Regions from separate parts of the Mus musculus genome. Here all the other regions are linked to region 1. Evidence: chromatin contacts called from public ChIA-PET and HiChIP or PLAC-seq data. All regions are on one chromosome and are shown on one strand. The core of a region is the stretch at or near the end of the contact, and the rest is flanking DNA. Distances in the headings are between cores, read along the strand shown. Region 1 holds the start of 4930594M22Rik (RIKEN cDNA 4930594M22 gene). Region 2 has its middle 21 kb from the start of Clybl. Region 3 has its middle 29 kb from the start of Timm8a2. Region 4 overlaps Clybl (citrate lyase beta like).

Region 1 (2,906 bases), core at 273-2,772:
GGTTCCCTTTATAAGAGTTGCTGTGGTCATGGTGTCTCTTCACAGCGATAGAAACCCTAACTAAGATATCATAAGTCATTTTTAAAGGTTCAGTGACTATCAAAGACAGATGAATCTGATTTTACCATATTTACCTGGAACCTGGGATTAGTTGCTTATTTACTTTGTGCCCCAGTTGCTTCCAGTAAATACAATGGGACCACTACTGGTTTTATTGATTTCTCCACTGTAAAATGAGATTGTGGTAAAGGAGTAACTTCAAGCATACTTAGACCCTTAACCTTCTTCTTCAACGATTTAGTTTTGTAAATTAGCTTGCCGCATTATGAGTGGCTCTGAGACTTTCGTAGTACTGCTTTGTTCTTCTCTCCATGCCTCCTTCCCTCATCCCTGCCCATCTTTGATGTCATGTGTAATCCTATTACTCCCTGTTTCTCCCCTTCCCAGGCCCTCCTTTAAGACCCCATTTTCCTTCTCATGGTCCTCTTTCTATAAAATTGGTGGTTTATAAATGTGATGATTGTTCAGGGTTCTTGTAGACTTGGACATCTATTTAAAATACAACCACTTCAGCATCATTTGATGCTACGTGAAAACCAAGAATATAACACGATTTCAAGTACTCCACATACACAAAGTCAAAGGGATGGGAAATGATGAAAGGAAAAGCAGTAGTCATATAGTTAATTTGGGTCTCGATGAGGAGACAATGGGTCTCTAGTCTCACCATCTCTGTGACGTTGCTTTCACATCCCGATAGGGACATATAGAACTCTCCAGCATCACGCCTGCCTGCATTCTGCCATAGGAACATCCTTCCATGATAAAGATCTCTAGAGAAAAAATTGCCCTCAGCTTTTGGTTCTCATACATCTTATGTCCTAAGGGTAGGATGTAGGGGAAAGCTAGTTCTTCCATTAGCTCCTAAACAAGTTTTATTTTAAAAAGAGTTGGTAAGTAGGCAGAATTGCTACAGTTACCTGTATCCCGTAGGGATATGTACGAGCAGATGCGATGCCTTAATTGTCCTGTGGAGCCTTCCTCAGATCTGAGTTTAGCATCACCTCAGTGTCTATGTGAAGGGGTGAGTCTCTCTGAAGTAGTGAATCTTAGGCGTGTTTGGGTCTAACGTGGAGTCAAAGCATGTGTGATGTAGAGCTGAACCTGGTGGGAGCAGTCGAGCCCGTGTCTGGTGGTGGGAGTGGTGGTGGGGAGCTTGCTTGCTTGCATTTCGGAGGAATGTGGCTTCGGGTTCTTACCTGCGCGGTTCCGGCACATGGGGAGTGGCGTGCGCGCTGCCAGGTGCGCTCCGTGGCGCTGCCGGGGCGGGCGGAGCGGCGAGAGACCAGCAGGAGCGCCGCCCGGGGCGGTTTGGTTGCGACACCCGCCCAGCTGGGCATTTCCGCTCCGTGGTCCGGGCGCGCTCCTCGTGATTCCCCCGACCGCTGCAGGTGAGGCGCCGAGGCGGGCTGGGACTGGGAGCCTGGGGGCGGCTTAGGGACTCTGTCACCAGCCAGCGAATGTCCGCTAGCGTCCCGGCGTATGGGTCTGCCTGGCGGAACGCGCTGGGCGGAGCGCGCATTTGACCCCCCACCCCCACCCCGGAAAGCTGCCCGGGCGGCCCGTGCTGTGACTGCTACCGGAGCGGAGCTGATGCTTGCTCTCGCGGGACAGACAGCTCCAACAGGTAGCTTAAGATCCTAAGGGAATGTGGCTAGCGGTTTTCAAAAGAAATGTTTTTTTAATTTTACTTTAGGAGTCACTTATGTGTGAAGAGTCCAAAACCTGAAAAAGAATCCTAAACCAACTTCTGTTGGTCCGTTTCACATCTGGATTTCCTTTGGAACCAGTAGTAAAACGCCTGGAACTTTGGCGATCCATCCCTTTGATTCTATCCGTGGTTATTATTGCTGTTTAACTCTAATCAACGAGTTATAACGTTACAGCCTCGCTTAAAACCCATTTGAGGTGTGCGTGTATTTTAACTTAGCTTAACTCCAAGCTCATTTATTTATGTTAAAAGATTTCTTCTAATTGAAGTCTTTCTCCTGGTCTGTTTCCTGTAACTGAAGTGCTTGCTAAGTGAGGAACTCTGCAGTTTGGCCTCATTTTCCTGAACCTTCTCTGAGAAGTCCCTGAGTAAGCAGGCCAGACTTCAACAATAGAGGGCATTTTTCTCTAAAAGCTAGTTTGCAAAGTTAATTGGTGGATTTTTTTTTTTTTTGTACTGAACCTTTTATTTAAACTAGTGAACTTACAAACCATGTCCTTAGCATGCAAAAGGCCCAAGATTGGCTCTCCAGCACTGGAAAATAAGCAGACCAAGTTGGGATTAGGAATGTGGCTCAGTGGTAGAATTCACCCTTCTGTGTGAAGTGGTGAGCTGGACTGACGTCTGTCTGTGGTGGTCATTAGTGGATGGCAGTGTGTGGTACAGAACCAAAACCAAAACCAAAACCCTGCAAAGGTTAATTTTTTTTAAGTACAGGATCAAGCCAGGTGTGGTGGCTTATGTCTGTGATTCCAGCACTCAGAACGCTAAAGCAGACCATCCTGGGATATGCAAGATCTTACATCAAAAAAATATCAAAACCAAAACAAATAAAAGTTTCTTCTTTATCTAGTAAGAACTTTTGAGAGCTCCAGTTCTGTCTGTCAAAGCTTGAAAAGGAGTCATGGGATGACTCTTTATTGGCCTTGGCCAGGGTCTTGTTAGGGGAGAGGACCCTCTGCCCTACAGACTAGTGCTGTCATGTTTGAAGAGGGACATGGTCCATGGGAAGGTAGCAATAGGAAGACGACATCAAATGATCTTAGCAGCCTTCTCTAGAACATTCCCCATCTGAAGCCAGTAAATACTGGAAATTTTATTTGGAGACTCTGAGCTAACAATAACCACCCAGCAT
Region 2 (2,711 bases), core at 54-2,553, 750 kb after region 1:
TGCTGTTTTTCAAGACAAGCAGAAAAGTAGGCGTTACTGGCTATTCCTGGTTGTCAACTTGACTATATCTGGAATGAACGACAATCCAGAACTAGAGGGCTCACCTGTGATCCAGATCTTGAGACCGGAAGACACGTTTCTGACCTGGATCTTGGCATGAAGATCTTGAGGCATCATGACCATGAAAAGCTTAAGCCCAGGGAAGGTAGTACACGCCTTTAGTCCCAGGAGACTGAGGCAAGGAGATATCTTGTTTGTCAGCCTAGGACAAAACAAGTCCCAGATCCAGGCATGATGGTACACACCTTTAATCTGGGCTACACCTTCTGCTTGAGACCTCCATAAGGACGTTGGAAGAAGGAAGGTTTGCTCTTTGCTTGCATTTACTTGCCAGGACATCTATTAGAATCCACTTCTACGGAAGACCAGCTGAAACAACTAGCCTCATGGAACTGACCAACTACTAGATCCTTGGACTTCCCGTTCACAGCTGACCATTGTTGGGGTGGTTGGACTACAGACTGTAAGTCATCATAACAAGCTCCCTTAATACAGAGAAAGTCCGCCGGGCGTGGTGGCACACGCCTTTAATCCAGCACTTGAGAGGCAGAGGCAGGCGGATTTCTGAGTTCGAGGCCAGCCTGGTCTACAAAGTGAGTTCCAGGACAGTCAGGGATACAGAGAAACCCTGTCTTGAAAAACCAAAAATATAAAAAAAGTAAATAAATAAAAAAAATACAGAGACATTCCATAAGTTCTGTAGCTCTAGCCCTAATACAGTAGGCATATTTCAAAACAGCAAGGAAAAGCATTGAAGACAAAGAAAACAATGAGGGACAAGGAAGAGTCTCTGAGAGACAGCAGACAGCCTGAAAGATTTGGCAAACTTCACGCAATGCTGGGCATGAAGATGGACTGCAAAGATTCACAACAGTGCTCAGACAGCCACACAAAATGGCTACATTAGAGAAGACCTAGGGAGAAAAAAAGGAATGCGGCAAGCATACCAGCAGGAACACCCCTCACTCAGCTGTCCCCAGGTCCTTACAAATGTGTGGTTCTCTTCACAAAAGCTTTTAGACAGGATAACTCAGGGGCTCCCACCACCCAGAAAGGGTCTACAAGTAATGTGGGTTCACTAGCACGGTCACCAGGTCCTTAGAGGGAGATCTTCAGCTCACCCCTGCAGTCAGCTTTCCCCACTGCCCTTCATTAGTTCCTTGCCATCTTCTCTTCACAAAGATCCCTCAGTGGTTTGGGAGGGTAGAGAGGACTATATATGATGCAACCTCATATTCTGGTCTTGATCTCACAGGAATCCTTTTGTTTCAACTCCCCAATGGCTGGGTCAAGCATGATTGACCATGCCTGCCCTTCTTCCCCACCCCCAAATTATTTTATGTACATTGGTGTTTTGACTGCATGTATGTCTGTGTGAGGGTGTTAGATCCCCTGGAACTGGAGTTTACTGATAGTGGTTGCTGGGAATTGAAACTGAGTCCTCTGGAAGAGCAGCCAGTGCTTTTTACCATGGAGCCAGCTCTCCAGCACCACCAACCCTCTAACTTTTTTAAAGGTTTATATTTATCTGTTTATGCGCATGAGTGCAGGTGTCTGCAGAGGCCAGAGGAAGGATCTACAACAGGTGGTTGTGAGCCATCTCTTCTCCTTCAAATTTTCTTGCAATACTTTTACGAGTTAAACATTTGTAATCTGAAAACCTAAACTCCAAATTGTATGTGTGTATGTGTGTAGTGTGTGTGTGTGTATGCTAGGAACCTAAACGAGGGCCTCAGTGCATGTTGGGCAAGCACTCCACCATTAAGCTCCCCACAACCCCCAACTCAGAACTTCAAACTTTTACAACACTTACATTCTGTTCCCAAGCACTCTAGACAGAGGATACTAGACCTATGTATTTCATTTCTTTCCTCGAGTGTGTGTGTGGAATGTGGCTGGTTTATAAAGAACAAAGGAAGACCAAAACAGCTAGTCAACTGTATTGAATCCTGATTGTTCACTGTAGCAAAGCTGAAGCAAACTTTGCACCAATTAAGATCAACCTGGCTTCTGAATGGAGAGCTTGCAGATCAGGCCAGGTTTGGTCAACTGGCCTATTCAAAGGTACCAGTTACAGTGCAAAGAAGAGAGCAGTACTGAGAACTTTTAAGTACACTAAAGCTTCTCTGAGCCTCAAAACCAACAGGCTGCTTGGTTGTGAAACAGGGTCTCAATATACATATTGTACATTAGTAACCCTGACCAGCCTGTCTCCAGTGTTCTGTGCCTCACTTTCCCAGGCTGGGATTCAAATGTGCACCTGGCCCAACTGTTGTGGAAAATCTCTTCAATGTGAGGTAATCTTAGCTCAGTTTAAAGTACGTGTCTGATCTTTTCTTGTAAGCAGGTGAAAGTGAAGCCATCAATAAAAGGTGTTTTGATGAAGATCTGTCTGACACCACTGTCATCTGTCAGCTTTCCATATGAACTGGTTCAAACTTGCCAGATGTAAGAAAGTTATTAGTGAGCTCCTAATCTAGGACAAGAATTATTTGTGAAACCCACTGCAATCATGAGGTAACAAATGCTAATGTGCAGACCAGAGAGCCTAACTCATGCTGTGTGCAAGGACAGGGTTGAGTCTGTAATCCAGGGGGGCCTCCAATTCACTGTGCAGCCCAGAGGGACACACATCATCCTTACGCCTCACC
Region 3 (2,884 bases), core at 224-2,723, 850 kb after region 1:
CTATTCTTACTCGTGTGTGTGTGTGTGTGTGTGTGTGTGTGTGTGTGTGAGTGTGTGTGTTTTCAGATACACTTGCTTGGGATTCACTAGACGCCAACTGTCCTCTGTCGCTCTCCACTGTACTTCCTGACCCGGGGTCTCTCACTGAACCTGGAGCTCACTGCTTCAGCTACACTGGCAGGTGAGGCCCTGGGATCAGTCTTTTCCCTCCTCCAGTGCTGGGGTCCAGGCACCAGGCACTCACTGCACATGGCTTGGGCAGCAAGCACTTTACCCACGGAACCACTGCCCCAGCTCTGTTCTTTGTGTATCTGCACACTGCCCACTGTTCTACAGAACTTAGAAATTACAGGTAGCTCCAGCTAGAGGATATTTTGGTTTAAAACAACTTCAGTACCAAATGCTCATGCGATCACTGGGGAAAATGGTAGGAAATATTTAGTTCAACAAGTAAACAGGATAGCAGGCTTGAAGATGATTCCACATTTTGATCACAGTGCATTCTAAGAGTAACCTGAATTGAGAGAGGACGTTTCTGTATCTGTGCCTGAGTGAAACGCAGTAGAAGAGGTTGAAGTACCAGTCTTTGCACAGGTCCTCTGGTGCCCTCTTCTGATCAGATGTGGTACTGAAGCCCAGGCTGAAGTGGGTGGGCCCCTTGGGGTTTTGTAAGGGTCCCCCTCCCAAAAGGCCACACTTCTGTTAAACCTTCTGCAAGCAGACTAAGGACTTGGTCAGAACCTCATGACTGTGAGGAGATGAAATGTTGCAAAGTTATCTTGGGCTAGCTTTGGCCCCTGTAGTTGCTACTCATTGCAGATCTGTCTGACATAACACTCTTGTGACCTTCCAGTGTAGCCTTTGGGATGCATGAACAGACCACAAGCCTACATTGTCCCTAAGGTTGAGAATGTGACAGAGCATGCAGCGCTCCCTTCAGCATGGTGAGACCCACAGCAGACATGTCCCCATTTTGCTGTAACACAGGTAAACATGCCTCCACCAATGGATTTGGAAGAGCTTTAGGGGTTTTTCCTGTACTTATAAGAACATGCCATGTATGAACAGTATTTGGGGCAACTTGAATCCATCTTCACAGGCCTTAGTCATGCATTTTGCCTTCAGAATTAACTACTTCTTATTCCCTTTGAGGTGAGAACTGTACTGTGTGTGGATAGAGTTCTGGTAAAGCCAGCGGGACATTTCCTTGGAATAATGTTTGTAAATGCCTAAAGTAAAGCAAAGAGTGGATGAATTACTGTATGGAAATACAGAGACACTAGCACTGGAGTGCAGAATAAACGTGTTTGTGATTTAATAACTTATTAAACAATTAGTAAATTATAATTTCAAAGTTATGAGACATTAAACATAAAAAAGGAGAAATGTTCAGATCTCTATAGCAATGGCAATCTGTATGTAAACACCTGTGGTTTTTGCCAGCGGAAAAGCAGTAGAGGATGTGTTGAGGAAGTTCTCACAGCTGCCAATAACAATACACCACAAACAGGGTGGCTTAAAGTGAGATTTTCATGCTCCTGCTCGCCTGGGAGATGAAGTTCTAAACTCTAGGTGTAGTCAGGACCATGCTCTCTCCAGGGCTCCTGTTTCATCCAGCTTCCGGTGAGCCTGGGATTTCCATGGCTCATGGCTAGACTACTCCATCTTTGCTTCTGTCTTCATGGACTTGTCTATATAGCTTTCATTATGACACGGGACATCCTGAACGGTACCCAGGGAACAGCTATTTCAAGGCAATAAGCATTCACTGTGGTCACTGTGTCCTGCTGTGATCAGAGAGGATGCCCTCGCTGCTGAGCAGGATCCAGACAGCATTGTCAGGTAGCATGGTGCTTTGTGCGATCAACCCCAGGCTTCTAGCATTCCAGAGATCAAGGCAAAGCAGAGACATTTAGATAGGAAGAGTATCTTGTACTGAGGCTTGTAGAACTTGGTTTGGGTCTAGGATGTTGGGAGAATGAGAACCATCAAGACAAATATCAGATGTCAGGAACAGAATAAGATGAAATAAAACCCCAGAAAGATGTTTGATACATAGCTTAAAAGTTGCACTATTTTATTAAGTACACACACACAGAGCCACCTTGGCCATTGTAACATAAGCTAGGGTCATATGAAGAAGAGAACCTCGGTGGGAAAATGCTTCCACAATACTGGCCCATAGGCAACCCTAGGCATTTTCTTGAGTAGTGATTGATGTCGGAAGGCCCAGTCCACAGTGGACAGTGCCACCTTCAGCAGGCAGTCCAGAGATGTCTACGAAAGCAGGCTGAGCCCGTCATGAGGAGGGAGCCAGAGAGCAGCATTTCTTCAGTTCGTGCTTCTAGGTTCCGGCCCTACTCAGTGACTATAAAGTGCAAGATGAAATAAACCTTTTCCTCTCCAGGTTGGGTTGGGTCAGAATTTTTATCACAACAACTTCTCAAGAGGCACACACCACAGTGCTTTACTTTTGACGTAGGTGTTTGAGATTTGAATTTCAATTTTGGATGGCAAGTGAACCTTACTTACTCACTGAGCCACCTGTCCAGCCTGAAGAATTAAAAAAAAATTTTTTTTTTACTTTTTTGTTTTATGTGTATGACTTTTGGCTGTGTGTACATGGGCGCATCGTATGCATGACTGGTGCCAACAGAGGGCAGGAGAGGGCATCGGATCCCAGGAACTAGAGTCATGGGTAGTCGTGAACTGCTGTACCAATATGGAGAATGGTGCTCAGGACCCCTGGGTGAACAGCAAAGGGCTCTTAAGTGCTGACCTATCTCTCTCTCCAGCACTAACACTTCCCCCACCCCTGGTGGAGGCGGGGATTGACTTTTAGAGACAGGATCTCACTGTGTACCACTGACTGGCCTAGGACTTG
Region 4 (2,700 bases), core at 194-2,693, 660 kb after region 1:
GCTAATACAGATAAAAATATAATCCACCAAGTCCAACTTGTCATATGCAAAATTATTTTAATGACATATTTGAAAAGTGTCAGTGTGTTCCGCTGCCAAGAAGGCAATACATTTAAGGCAAGCTTACAAAGTATATGAAATCACAGACTGTAATACCCTGTGACTATCTTGATTTTAAAAATTCAGTTTACAAATATATACCAATATTTTTCTCACGTTTAATCAGTCCCCTACTGCTTCAGCATAAGAGTTAAAATAACCTAAACAGCTTCTTGAAGCACACAGCAAGTCTGTTACATGGATCTGGGAAACGACCACAAAAAAAAAAAAAAAAAAAAAAAAGAAGAAGAAAAATAATTAGTCAAAAACCATACGAAACAGTATAAGGCATAGTTCCTAGGTTCTAGGAACTGATCATTTTTTCCTGGGAAAATTTTACTTTAAAGCAACTCTAAATGAAAATGCATATAATTAAGGGAGCGACCATCGCTTCAAACAGATTGACTGTCTTTAACAAGCTTCTCTCCTTCTAGCTACTCAGATATGCTATATTTCCTAATTATCACCTTTTAAGGGCCATCTGGGCCCATTCCTCCCCATCAGGGGGCAATTCCATTTGCATTGTTCCTGGGCTTAGTCATGATCAAGCAGTCTGGTGGTAAAGTTCATTAGAAATGAGAACAGACGCATTCAACCCAACACAGTAAACCAGGTATGGGATCCTCAGTGCCCGCAGGAGAGATGAGAAACACACATTCGCGTTCCCAGAGACCTAACGAGTCTTTACCACACATTTTATCCAAGTGATTCAAGAGCACTTTCAGCCTGACCAGGTACGGAATGAAAACTTGATTAAGCCTCCTCACACGGGCAAACGTATTTCTCAATTAAGGCAAGAGAACTAGAGTCCCTTATGTCTTTCGGCTGAAAAGTCTATTAAAACCCCTTTAATGGTCCCCTCATTCAGACCGCCATTCACAAGCAGTATACTACTTCCTGTAGAGAACACACAAGAATTATCCTAATTGTTATTCTCCACGAAGTGAACGCACATTACAGGAAGAAGCGTGTCCGACCCACAGACTGATGCCGACTTAACTACGGGTTTCAAAAAGTCATTCCCCCTTTGTCTTTGTCAGGGACCATCCCATATATTCTCAAGCTCCCTTGTTTGTTGTCTTGGCCCACGGATGTGTTGGCCAGTCTGGCAGCTGCTCCACCATAGAGCTGATTATAAAAAAGAGCGGCTAATTCAGGGCAGACCCGTGGAAGGTTCCCGCTTTCCTCCAAAGGTCTAACACATAAAACTCAGGAAATCGTTACCTGCCTCATCTTGCAATTTCTGCGCCTGGCTTGCAAAGGCCCTCTTAATCCTAGATGCCAGTCTCAGGAACTGGAGGAGGCTGGCGCCCCGCTGAGCACCACAGCCTCTTCAGCTACACCTTAGTCTTGCAAATGTCGACAGCTGCAGCCGGGCCCTAATCTATGCAAGGCAGGTGTAGCCCTGGGCTCTCTACGAGTGACCCTTTGGAGCTATTAGGGCTGGCGAGTTAAGGGGTTACTGTTCAAAAGAACTCTTCTGAGCCCCCTCGTTACTGAGGCCACTAAGCTTTTACGGAACAAGGGCTTGGTTCCTGTTTGTACCTTTACCCAGGTCGCCTCTGTCATCCTAGCTGGGGGAGTCAAATTGGCAGGAGTTCATCCTCAACTAATGTTATGTGGGTGAGAAAAAAAAAAAATGGTTCTATGGAATGTTTATCTGTGTTTTTAAAACTTCTCCCAAAGGCCAGATGGTTCAGCGGTTAGCCACACAGAGGACCCAGATTCTGTTCCCAGAACACATGTGGCGGCTCATGGCCATCTTTAACTTCAGTTTTAGGGGACCCGATGCCCACTTCTGTCCTCCCTGGCACTAGGTATGCAAGAGATGTATAGAACTTTGTGCAGGCAAAACACCCATACATAAATAAAAGTTGTATTTTGCTTTTTATTTTTGAGATTATAATACACAAACCAATTGAAATTACTTTTTGGTTCGGTTTGGTTTTCTGAGACAGCCCTGGCTGCCCTGGAACTGACTCTATAGACCAGGCTGGCCTCGGACTCATAGAGATTCTCCTGCCTCTGCCTCCCAAGGGCTAGAATTAAAAGTGTATGCCACCATCACCCAGCTTTAAAATAAGTTTAAAAAGTTTAATCACCTGGCGATTCTTCTACTTATTTATTTTATATATATGAGTGCTCTGTCTGCATGTACTCCTCCGTGCCAGACAGAAGAGGGCATCAGATCCTGTTAGAGGCGGTTGTGAGCCACCCTGTGGTTGCTGGGAATTGAACTCAGAAAAGCAGCCAGTGCTTTTTCTAAGCCATCTCTCTAGCCCCAATCACATGTCTTTTTAATTTTAATATACGTACAGATGTTTGTCTCTGTGTGTGTTTCTTTTAAGTTTTTTTTTTTAATAATTTATTTATTGATTATATGTAAGTACACTGTAGCTGTCTTCAGACACCAGAAGAGGGCATCAGATCTCATTATGGATGGTTGTGAGCCACCATGTGGTTGCTGGGATTTGAACTCTGGACCTTCGGAAGAGCAGTCGGGTGCTCTTACCCACTGAGCCATCTCACCAGCCCTCTTTTAAGTTTTTGTTTGCTTGTTTAACATAAAACAAAATACACCCTTACCCTAAACCCCTCTCT

The links. ChIA-PET counts read pairs in DNA pulled down with a chosen protein or histone mark. HiChIP or PLAC-seq counts read pairs in DNA pulled down with a chosen protein or histone mark.
Region 2: a contact with region 1 is called in an H3K4me3 HiChIP or PLAC-seq map of the 230-238 cell line, with 13 read pairs. The contact joins the enhancer-like site here to the promoter of 4930594M22Rik in region 1. A contact is called at or near these places in 4 of 39 promoter capture datasets (cranial neural crest, embryonic stem cells, hippocampal neurons and 1 more), 1 of 484 Hi-C or Micro-C datasets (bone marrow-derived macrophages), 12 of 115 datasets of contacts at active chromatin or transcription factors (the 230-238 cell line, bone marrow-derived macrophages, embryonic basal ganglia and 5 more) and 3 of 9 other capture datasets (adipose tissue, embryonic stem cells and liver).
Region 3: an RNA polymerase II ChIA-PET map of memory CD8 T cells shows a contact between it and region 1, with 91 read pairs. The contact joins the enhancer-like site here to the promoter of 4930594M22Rik in region 1. A contact is called at or near these places in 1 of 39 promoter capture datasets (embryonic stem cells), 1 of 15 datasets of contacts at CTCF or cohesin (large pre-B cells), 5 of 484 Hi-C or Micro-C datasets (CD4 T cells, CD8 T cells and Th17 cells), 4 of 115 datasets of contacts at active chromatin or transcription factors (T-cell acute lymphoblastic leukemia, embryonic stem cells, large pre-B cells and 1 more) and 3 of 9 other capture datasets (adipose tissue, embryonic stem cells and liver).
Region 4: a contact with region 1 is called in an H3K27ac HiChIP or PLAC-seq map of embryonic stem cells, with 8 read pairs. The contact joins the enhancer-like site here to the promoter of 4930594M22Rik in region 1. A contact is called at or near these places in 2 of 39 promoter capture datasets (the 3T3-L1 cell line and cranial neural crest), 1 of 484 Hi-C or Micro-C datasets (bone marrow-derived macrophages), 13 of 115 datasets of contacts at active chromatin or transcription factors (the 230-238 cell line, the SCID.adh cell line, bone marrow-derived macrophages and 8 more) and 1 of 9 other capture datasets (liver).

What each region holds. Positions count from the first base shown.
Region 1 is chr14:122,911,646-122,914,551 of GRCm38.p6, reverse strand. It overlaps 4930594M22Rik (RIKEN cDNA 4930594M22 gene), which reads right to left and starts at 1,522. Exons shown (of 2, transcript NR_155287.1): 1 at 1,260-1,522. Ggact (gamma-glutamylamine cyclotransferase) reads left to right here and starts at 1,387. Exons shown (of 3, transcript NM_145466.2): 1 at 1,387-1,451.
Region 2 is chr14:122,159,678-122,162,388 of GRCm38.p6, reverse strand. No RefSeq gene overlaps it. Among named protein-coding and RNA genes, the nearest start is that of Clybl, 21 kb to the left of the region's middle. Within about 2 kb of position 1,303, at least 13 of the 459 cell types and tissues checked have an H3K27ac peak or open chromatin away from gene starts, as enhancers often do. A contact at or near this core is called in the 230-238 cell line and pro-B cells, where this site is marked.
Region 3 is chr14:122,062,455-122,065,338 of GRCm38.p6, reverse strand. No RefSeq gene overlaps it. Among named protein-coding and RNA genes, the nearest start is that of Timm8a2, 29 kb to the right of the region's middle. Within about 2 kb of position 1,473, at least 71 of the 459 cell types and tissues checked have an H3K27ac peak or open chromatin away from gene starts, as enhancers often do. A contact at or near this core is called in CD8 T cells and memory CD8 T cells, where this site is marked.
Region 4 is chr14:122,254,409-122,257,108 of GRCm38.p6, reverse strand. The region is part of intron 1 of Clybl (citrate lyase beta like); the gene reads right to left. Among named protein-coding and RNA genes, the nearest start is that of 1700108J01Rik, 22 kb to the right of the region's middle. Within about 2 kb of position 1,443, at least 28 of the 459 cell types and tissues checked have an H3K27ac peak or open chromatin away from gene starts, as enhancers often do. A contact at or near this core is called in embryonic forebrain, embryonic limb bud, embryonic stem cells and 1 more, where this site is marked.